Linked DNA regions of Ovis aries: region 1 is linked to region 2. Evidence: chromatin contacts called from public Hi-C data. All regions are on one chromosome and are shown on one strand. Each heading gives the region's core, a stretch centred on a gene start, on an enhancer-like site or on the middle of the called end of the contact. The rest is flanking DNA. Distances are from core to core; before and after follow the strand shown.

What was found. Hi-C and Micro-C count contacts between places; a contact is called where the count stands out from the background.
Region 1: a contact with region 2 is called in a Hi-C map of hypothalamus, with 5 times the contacts expected there. The contact joins two enhancer-like sites. A contact is called at or near these places in 14 of 16 Hi-C or Micro-C datasets (blood, hypothalamus, liver and 6 more).

What each region holds. Positions count from the first base shown.
Region 1 is chr2:234,375,150-234,379,476 of ARS-UI_Ramb_v3.0, reverse strand. It overlaps ZNF362 (zinc finger protein 362), which reads left to right. Exons shown (of 8, transcript XM_060411368.1): 8 at 1,632-3,455. The coding sequence ends at 1,748. Among named protein-coding and RNA genes, the nearest start is that of A3GALT2, 16 kb to the right of the region's middle. Within about 2 kb of position 1,291, at least 14 of the 54 cell types and tissues checked have an H3K27ac peak or open chromatin away from gene starts, as enhancers often do. A contact at or near this core is called in hypothalamus, where this site is marked.
Region 2 is chr2:234,314,938-234,319,248 of ARS-UI_Ramb_v3.0, reverse strand. It overlaps PHC2 (polyhomeotic homolog 2), which reads right to left. Exons shown (of 14, transcript XM_060411367.1): 5 at 4,117-4,281; 6 at 553-865. Among named protein-coding and RNA genes, the nearest start is that of A3GALT2, 44 kb to the left of the region's middle. Within about 2 kb of position 1,393, at least 12 of the 54 cell types and tissues checked have an H3K27ac peak or open chromatin away from gene starts, as enhancers often do. A contact at or near this core is called in hypothalamus, where this site is marked.

The DNA of each region.
Region 1 (4,327 bases), core at 42-2,541, 60 kb before region 2:
GAATAGTGAGCCCTCACGTTTCCGCTGGGGCTTCCCAGGTGGTTCAGTGGTAAAGAGTCCTGCCAATGCAGGAGATACAGGAGATCCGGGTTCGATCCCTGAGTGGGGCAGATCCTCTGGAGGAGGAAATGGCAATCCACTCCAGTATTCTTGCCTGGGAAATCCCATAGACAGAGGAACCTGGCGGGCTACAGTCTGTGGGGTCGCAGAGTCAGACACGATGGAGCATGCATGCATACTGCCATCAGACCCCAGGACCTGGCATCAACCAGTCCTTCCTCAACCATATCCTTGTTTTTTGAAATAAAACTGACATCATATTGTTCCATCTGAAAATTTTCACTTTGTGTCTTTAAACATACTTTTTTTTTTTAACTTATCCACAATACCTTTATAAAACCTTAAAATGATTCACCATAGTCCTTAATATCATCAAATACCCAGCTGGTATTCACATTTTCATTTGTCTCATGGATGGCATAATTTATATTTTTATTTATTTATAAATTTTATTTTTTAATCAAGATCCAAATAAAATTCTTACATTGTACTGGGTCAGTGTAGCTTTTAAACTGCTCTTCCTTGCCCCCACCCCGATCCCTTTTCTTTGCAACTTTCTTTGCAACTGCCTTTTCTTTGCAACTTACTCACTGAAGAATAGTCTCCTCGTTTGGATTTTGCTGATTGCTTCCCTTTGGGGGTGTTTGATAGCACTTTGTCACCACATTTGAGGGCTTCCTCTGCCCGATGTTGAGCACACTGAGGTAGGAATTCAAGACGTGGCAGATGGAAACCAGAGCACCACTTGGCAGGTTAGTGTGAGGGCCTGTGGGTCTGCAGGTGAGCCTTGGGTCACCTCACCCACCCAGTCTTGGGTGCCTCAGGTCAGACTCAGCCGAGGCTGGGGCAGTGCTCAAAGGATGAACCGAGCCTGCCCAGTTTATGCTTCTAAAGTCACCAGTCAGATCAGGCCCCAGTTCTTCCCAAGGGAGGGGAGAGCTGGGGGATGCTTCTGCTGGGGCTCCCATCACCACCTAGAATGAAATGTAGAGACTAGGGAAGCAGTGGTCCCTTCAGCCCTACTGCTTGCTAAGAGCGTTACCCTCATCACCATAGCTACCCTGTGAAGTCCTTCCTTCCCCATCCCTGCCTGCAGAGGAGGAAACTGAGGCTTGGAGGGGTGAGATGACTGGTCCAACGTTCCACTGCTGAGAAATGGCAGAGCCAGGGTCACCGGAGGCCTGCTGCTCCACCCTCACTGGGAGCACCGGCCAGATGGGGGCAGATCTGCTCCACTGGACAGGACTCCACTGCAGCCAATTGGTTAATGGCCTTGTCCTAGAGTTCCAGGTGGTCACTGCTGAGGGACGGGCCTGATGCCTGCCTGCTCTCTAGTCAGCACACAGTGGGCTCCGACTCTGGTAAATGAGCCAGCCTCCACCACTGGCAGAAATGCAGTACCCTGCAACCAATACCAGTGCCCTTCTGGCACCCGCAAAGCTGTGGCTGTCCACCTCTAGCCGGCTCATCTACCCAGGAGCCCTCCAGCGGCCGCTTATAGGAACTGCAGTTCCCCCTGGGCCCTTGCCAGCAGCTCTTTTTAAATTCTGAATCTTACCCCCTGCCCGCAGGAGACCTACCTGATGAAGCACATGTCCAAACACACGGTGGTGGAGCACCTGGTGAGCCATCACTCGCCCCAGAGGACGGAGTCCCCCAGCATCCCGGTGCGAATTTCCCTCATCTGAGCCGACCCGAGGCGCCGCCCCACCCTGCCCACTGGCAGACACAGACCCAGGCAGCACCGGCCCGACTCCCTCCAGGGGCCCTCCAGGAACAGCCGAGCTCTCTCATGACCTTCCTGACCTTCCAGAAAGCCTGGGCCGCAGAAGCCCTGCCCGGTCCAGCTCCGGGGGTGGCCAGGCCAACTGCAAGATTCTGGACTGTTTTGGTGGCATCCAAAGACGATCTCAGAGCACTTTGAACCTCTCCGCTGGGTTTTCCTTTTCTTCCCCCATCCTTCACTTGCTTCACTGTTTTTTTGTTTTGTTTTGTTTTAAGTTTGTTTTGGAAAATAACAAAAAAAAAAAAAAAAAAGATATTTATTGGCCAAGAAGTTGGTGCTGCTAAGACCGAGAAATGGAAAGAACCGGACAGATGGACACAGAGACCCAGAGGGCAGCGTGGGACCTTCTCTTGCCACGGCCTCGGGTCTTGAGGGGAAGGCACAGGCCTGAGAGTCTGGACCGCAGTGGGGCTCCCCGGTGGGAGGGGCAGGAGGCAGCTGGAGTGAGCCACTTCCCCCCGCCGGCTGCCAGCTCGAGCCTCCAGAGCTGCGCCCTGGGCATCACTGAGCAGAGGGACGTGGCAGCTCCCAGGGCTGCCCGGGCTTCAGGAGACAGATGGAGAGGGGCCGGGAGGTCCGCAGGACCAAAGGGTGCAGGGTTGGCTGGGCTGGGCGCAGGCCCAGGGAAATGGGGTGGGGGCGGGCTGGGTAAGACCGGTGCCCCCACTGCCCTGAAGACCACCCCAGTCTACCTCAGTGCTGGCCAGGAAACCTATCGGCTACCTCTCCCACCATCCCAGACTGTGGGCAGCGGGGGAGGGAGTGGGCCTGGGGCAAGGACCCCCTCCGCTCTGCAGAATTTCCTCCGGTTGGGGCAGTGCCCAAGGAGGGGTTACTTGTCTTCCCTGCCATGGAGGGGGATCCCCAGCCCAGGCCCTAGGCCGCTCGGCAGGGAAGGGATCCTCGGGGAGGAGGGTCCCAGGAGCAGACCCTGCCCTCAGCCCCCACAGACACACCCCAATCTGAAAGCCATGCGTGTCCGTGTATATAGGAACTATGTACAGAGCCCGGAGAAGCCCCCTCTACATCCCCTGGGGAAAAAAAAAAGAAAACTAGACAGAAACTCATCTATATATTCTGTATCTGGAGTTCCGTTTTGAATATTAACTGTGTTATTTTTATACACTTTTTAAGCCTTAACTCGCCATTGATTTACCAGTTTAACGTCTCCCGGGGTTTCTTTTCCCACGGGGTTCTCCGCCCCGCCCCCCACCCCTTTGTTTGACTTGCGTCTGATACTCAGTATTGTAGCTTTTCGTCCGCATGTTACTACCCTGTAAATACGCTGTTATACATACTGTTAACACCCTTCGCTTTTTTCTATGGGACCTCCAGGCCACCGTATTTAGAACTAGTTACCTTATTAAAAAAGAGAAAACAGTCTGCTGGCTTCTCAGTCTGCATCGTGGTGGCAGGGAGGTGAGGGCAGGTGCTCCCCCCCAGTGCGCTTCAGGAACAAAGTTTGCGTTCTGTTTAAGAAACGGGGTGGGGAGGAGAAAAAGGTCAAATGTGGGGGAAGACCCTAAAGGGGGCAAGAAACAAAGGAATCCCAAACCCTCTGCTCTTTGTATTTCTCTGTTGTGAAGAATAAACTGTACCTGCAGCCGGGTGGCAGCGGTGTGTGTGCTCTGTGCGAGGGCGGGGCCGGGGGGCACCTTTCCACGCTCCTCTCCCCTCCCCCGACCCCCCCTCCAGAACTGGGAAGGAAGGGAAATGGCCTTTCTCGTGTCCGTCACTTGCAGCCAAGAACCACGAGGGCTCCAAGGAGTGCAGTCCTCGATGGTGACTCAAGGTTGAGTCACTTTCTGTCTCCCAGGGCCAGCTTGCTAAGCTCTGGGGGAATTCCTGCATTTCCCTCCCAGGCAATCAAAACATTGACACCCCCCACCCCGACCCGACCTCGCCATGGGGAAGCTGTGTGTGAAGGGGCCTTCTTGGTCCCCTCAGTCACTACGATAGCTGGAGGCTGTGAAACAAGCTGCTGATGCTGCTGCTGCAGGAGTCCCAGGATGAAGCTGACTCTGAGCAAAGCCAAGAGGAAAGCTGGAGACACATCAGGGAGTCCTGAACCTGGCTCAGTCCCAGCACTGACTTGTTACGTAAGCCAGTAAATCCTCATTTGGGCTGTCCTTTCATTTTCCTCCAAGAGTCAGTTGCTAAACGTTGACCAGAACGCCACTGGCTGACTCTCCAGCCAGAAATCTCCATTTGGTGAGTTAGGGACAAGTTAGGAGCTGGTGGGAAAACCCTATGTAGGCAGGGGTGGGATGGGGTGGGGTGGGCTGTGTTGTGCCGGAGACAAGCAGGAGGACAAAGGAGGCAGAGAAGCAGAGATGGACAGAAGAGATGGAGGGCAAGTGGACCCTCAGCCCCTGACTTTGTCTCCATCTTTTGGCTAGCTCTAATTCCCTGCTTGCTCACACATCAGTGAATTTATTCAGTATTTATAAGTTGCAAATGGTGTAGCTTCTCTTCTTTTCA
Region 2 (4,311 bases), core at 144-2,643:
GCCTCTGGCTAGCCCCTGTCCTTTTTTTTGCTGACTCTTAGAGAATTACAAAATAGTGTAACTGCCAAACCTCCACTGCCTAGGTGAAGAGCTATGATTTGGTACCCTGAGAATCATGGTACCCATTGTGAAGAAGGTCTTATTTGGGATTGCCCTGGTGGTCCAGTGGTTAAAACTCTGTGCTCCCACTACATGGGGCACAGGTTCGATCCCTGGATGGGGAACTAAGATCCGGCATGACACATGGTGTGGCCAAATAAAAGAAAATTAAATGATGGACCATTTATATGAACAAGGTTCTCCTCTTAAAAAAAAGAAAAAGAAGGTCCCATTTGTTTCCACTAACATGGCTTCCTTCTTTAAAGCTGGACGAGAAGCATGAAATAGACTCTGGAGCTGGAGAACATCTCAAGACTGTAGAAAAGGGGAAAGAGAGATCCACGGCTGACACCTTATCTTGCCCATGGGAAATAGGAGAGTGTGAAAATTTCCCCCTGACCCATCGTCCTTCTGAGTTTTCAGGGATAGGATCCTTCCTCCTGGAGTGCTTACCTGGTGCAATGAGCGGGTGGGTAGCCACGGCGGGCACCATCCGGCTGAGCCCAGCCCGGCCCTCCAAGCTCCCGGGCACACTGCCGTTGCTGTCTCCTCTCTTGAGTGGCTCTGTCACACTGTCGGTTGTGCCAGACTTGGCACCTGCAGGGGAACCCTGAGCAGTGTTTCTGCCCTGTGATGGGGTAGGCAGAGGCTGGCTACCACTTGGCGTGGGCTTCAGGGCCAAGCTGCTCAGGACAGGCTGGGTGGGGGTAGGGCCCGAGGCTGCTGCAGCTGGTGTCTGCTGTGATCGGAGGGTCAAGTTCTGTACCTGGAAAAGAGGGGTCTGTAGGAGTCCAGAGAATGTGGGTATGAGCAATGCCGACACATAGTTCAGACAGGGAAGGAGTTAGGGACGGATCCAGGAATGCTGAACGTGAGAGTGAGCTGTTAGATCGGAAAGAAAGAGAGAGACAAGAGACAAGGGGCTGAAGGAGAAACCAGGAGCAGAGTTTCTAAAGGGGACAGACAGTGTGCTGGTCATTGGATTCATCTGCAGAAGAAACCAAATTCTGAGCAGGGATGTCTGCCTTGGCTGGGGCAGACTGGGGAAGGGAGGCTGGGGCTGCTTCTCCCTTCTGTTACCTCCCCTCCTCCCCCAATCTATCAGGATGGGCTGCGTACCACTTAGAAAGAATCATGGCAGGGCATGGGGCTTCCCACACTGGGAAAGGCCAGGGCAAAAGTGAAAGTGAATCGACCAGCAAGGTCTCCCAGGTGAAGGATTATCCTGTCCTGAGGATAGGGTTTACACATCAGCACGGCCAGGCTGACTCAACTTGGTCCCTGGCACCCTCTGCTGGACACACGGAGGCTGTGCCAGACTCGCGTCTGACCCCTATCCCTTAGATGGGGCTGGTTCCTCCCCACCACCCACAGAATCTTTACAGCCACAGCTGTGTCTGTGTGCTCCCAGCAGAAAGAAGGGACCTAGGACTCATCCTTGCTCCCTCTTCCATGCCGTTTTTCCTGATTCCTAGAGCTGCTAACATGTGTAATCAGAGTGGAATTTTCCTCTTAAAAAGCAATGACATCAGAGCTCATCCTGGGGAGGGTATAAGGTAGTGAGGGCCACCGGTTCTGGCAATCACACTTGCTCCTGCCCTGTGGTCAGGGCCCGAAGCAGGGTCCGGAGTGGCCGAGGCCTTCTCAGCGAGGAGTCAAGGAGTGAGTCTAGGGGTAATGGGACGCCGTCTCCCACCTGCTTTCCTGGAGCACCCCGAGACGTTCAAAGCTCTTCCAGGGCTCAGGCCCAGACCCAGCATCATTGCCCCCATGGCAGGGGTCCCCACCCCCCTGCCCGCCCACAAGCATGGAATCCTCACCTGGGCAGGGGTGGGGGGCCGGGCGGGGGAGCCAGTGCCGAGCTCAGGCTGCACGGTAGCGACGGTGGCCGTGGGCGTGAAGATGAGCTGAGGGGACAAAGGAACAGTGCCGCCTAGGCTCCTAGCTACCTGCACCAGGTTACCTGGCTGGGCCTGGAATCACAGGAAACGAGGTGCCTTTTACCTGCCCAATGTGGGCTCAGCCACAGGACACGACAGCTCAGCCAGGGAGCAGACGGGGTTGGGGGGAGGACGTGGGGGAGGTGGGAGAGGGAGAGAGTCCAGGGGTGCCTCCTGAAAATCTCAAGAGCCCCCTCAAGTCCTGATCCAGGCCAGGCAGGGAAGGGCCAGAGCTAGGGTGCTGTCCTGGGGTTGCACCAAGTCAGGTGTACTTCAGAAGCCTCTGCTAAGAGCTCACCCCAGAGAAGGGACCAATAATGATGGCCAGACACCCTCAAGTCCCTCTCTGCAGCATCCTGGGGAGCAGGGCCCCTGGGCTGAGACAGATGCCCTGGAACCATGTTCTAAATCTCACCTGCAAGTTATGTGGCAGCCTGGATGGGAGGGGAGTTTGGGGGAGAATGGATACGCGTGTATGTATGACTGAGTCCCTTCGCTGTTCACCTGAAACCATCACAACATTGTCTGTTAATCAGCTATACCCCAATACAAGATAAAAATCAAAAAAAAAAATCTAACCTGCTCTGGACTCTAGGTGTGGGTCAGAACAGGACTTTCTGCCAGAAAGGATCAGATTAGATTCTTTTGGCCACTTTTTAGTCAAATTTAGATTAGGCTGTGTGTGTGTGTGTGTGTGTGTGTGTGTGTGTGTGTGTGTGTGTGTGTGTGTGTGTGTGTGTACATGCATGAGCAGAGACAACAGTGCTAAAGGAACCAAGAGAAACCAAGCTGTACTCGTGTCTATATCTCCTTGCACGGCGCGTAGGGACTGAGGGTCTCTGTGCGACACTCCCACCCTTGCGAGTCCAGCTCTGGACATGTATATGACGGCACATCTGCTCCTCTGAGCGAGGGCACCCCACTTTGGGGAGGGAGGTGGCCAGGCTCTAGGGCTCCAGCGGGTGCAATTGAGCCAGAGAAGGGGTGGGGTAAACTGAAGACAGAGCAGGTGTGGGTGGTGTCACATGGGCTGTCTAGCTCCCTGGAGAAGTGGAAGTCTGGTCCCCATGGGTGTCTGAGGCTATTCCCCAGGAAAGGAGCTGCACCTCAGTGAGTTCAGAGTCAAGAACTGGAGCAGAACTAGAAAAGCTCCCAGTGTCAAGCTCTGGCCACAAAAACTAAACGAGGGCTGGGGCCGTACAGCCTTTAGGATGGCATGTCAAGGAGCTGGAGAGAGAACAATTCAGAGCAGGGTTGGGAGACCAGACTCAGAGTGGGCTGAGCCCAATCTAGACCTAGACCTAGACCTGCCTGCTTCCTTGGGTGAACAAATCCTGCTGCTTTCCTGGGAAAGTCTGCTTATTTTAGGAACCCCTCAGCTTCTTATGGCCTCTGTACCTCTTAGGGACAGGTGTCAAGGCGGGACTCTAGGTATGTGTGTGGAGGGCTGATACCGTCCTGAGTGCATTCGGCCCAAGCAAGCCCACCTGATGGATGCTTGACTGGGTGGCCCTGATGGGAATGGAGGCCCGGCTGGGAATGCAGTGGCGGCAACAGAGTTTCTGGAGCTGGCGGCCGCCTTCACCACCTGGGCTGGAATGCACTCTTGGCCTTGAACTAGTGGCCAATCCCTGCAGGACAGCCCCAGCGGACTGAGACCCCACTTCCGCAGGGTACTCGGATGTTTGTGCAGTTGCTTGTCTCACGTGTCTGAGGGGACAGACCACCTGGGCACAGACCCGTGGGTCCCCTACTGTAACTAATTTTAGGGAGTGGTTTCTGGTAAGAGGAGGATAATTCTGTTTCATTCTCCGAGGGAAAGGAAAGGAGGCATCATGGGTAACTTAATTTTGGCCTGGAACCCTACCTTTCTTTGAGTCATGGAGCCAATATCAAAGCTCCCGTCAGCCTTCCAGGCCGCCTTCTTTATGTCATCCCTGCTTTCCTACCAACTGTCCACCTGGTGCTTCTTTCCCACCTTTCTCTAATTGCCACCCTTCTTTAATCGCCCAGCTCCCAACTTCTCTGCCTCTGTCCTCCTGGCTTACCTGAGCCATGGCCCAGGCTGGGGACTCACCATCTGTGCCCGGAGATACATCTGTGCTTGACTTGCAGTCAGGGCTGGAGAAGACGTGTTGCCCAGAAGCACAGCCTGCTGGGTGATGCCCGAGGCTGCGGCCGAGTTGACACTCTGTGCCCGGTTGATGAGCTGGGCTGCTGCTGGGGAGGCTGCCAGGTTGATCTGGGGAGAGAGACACGTGCAGTAGGAAAC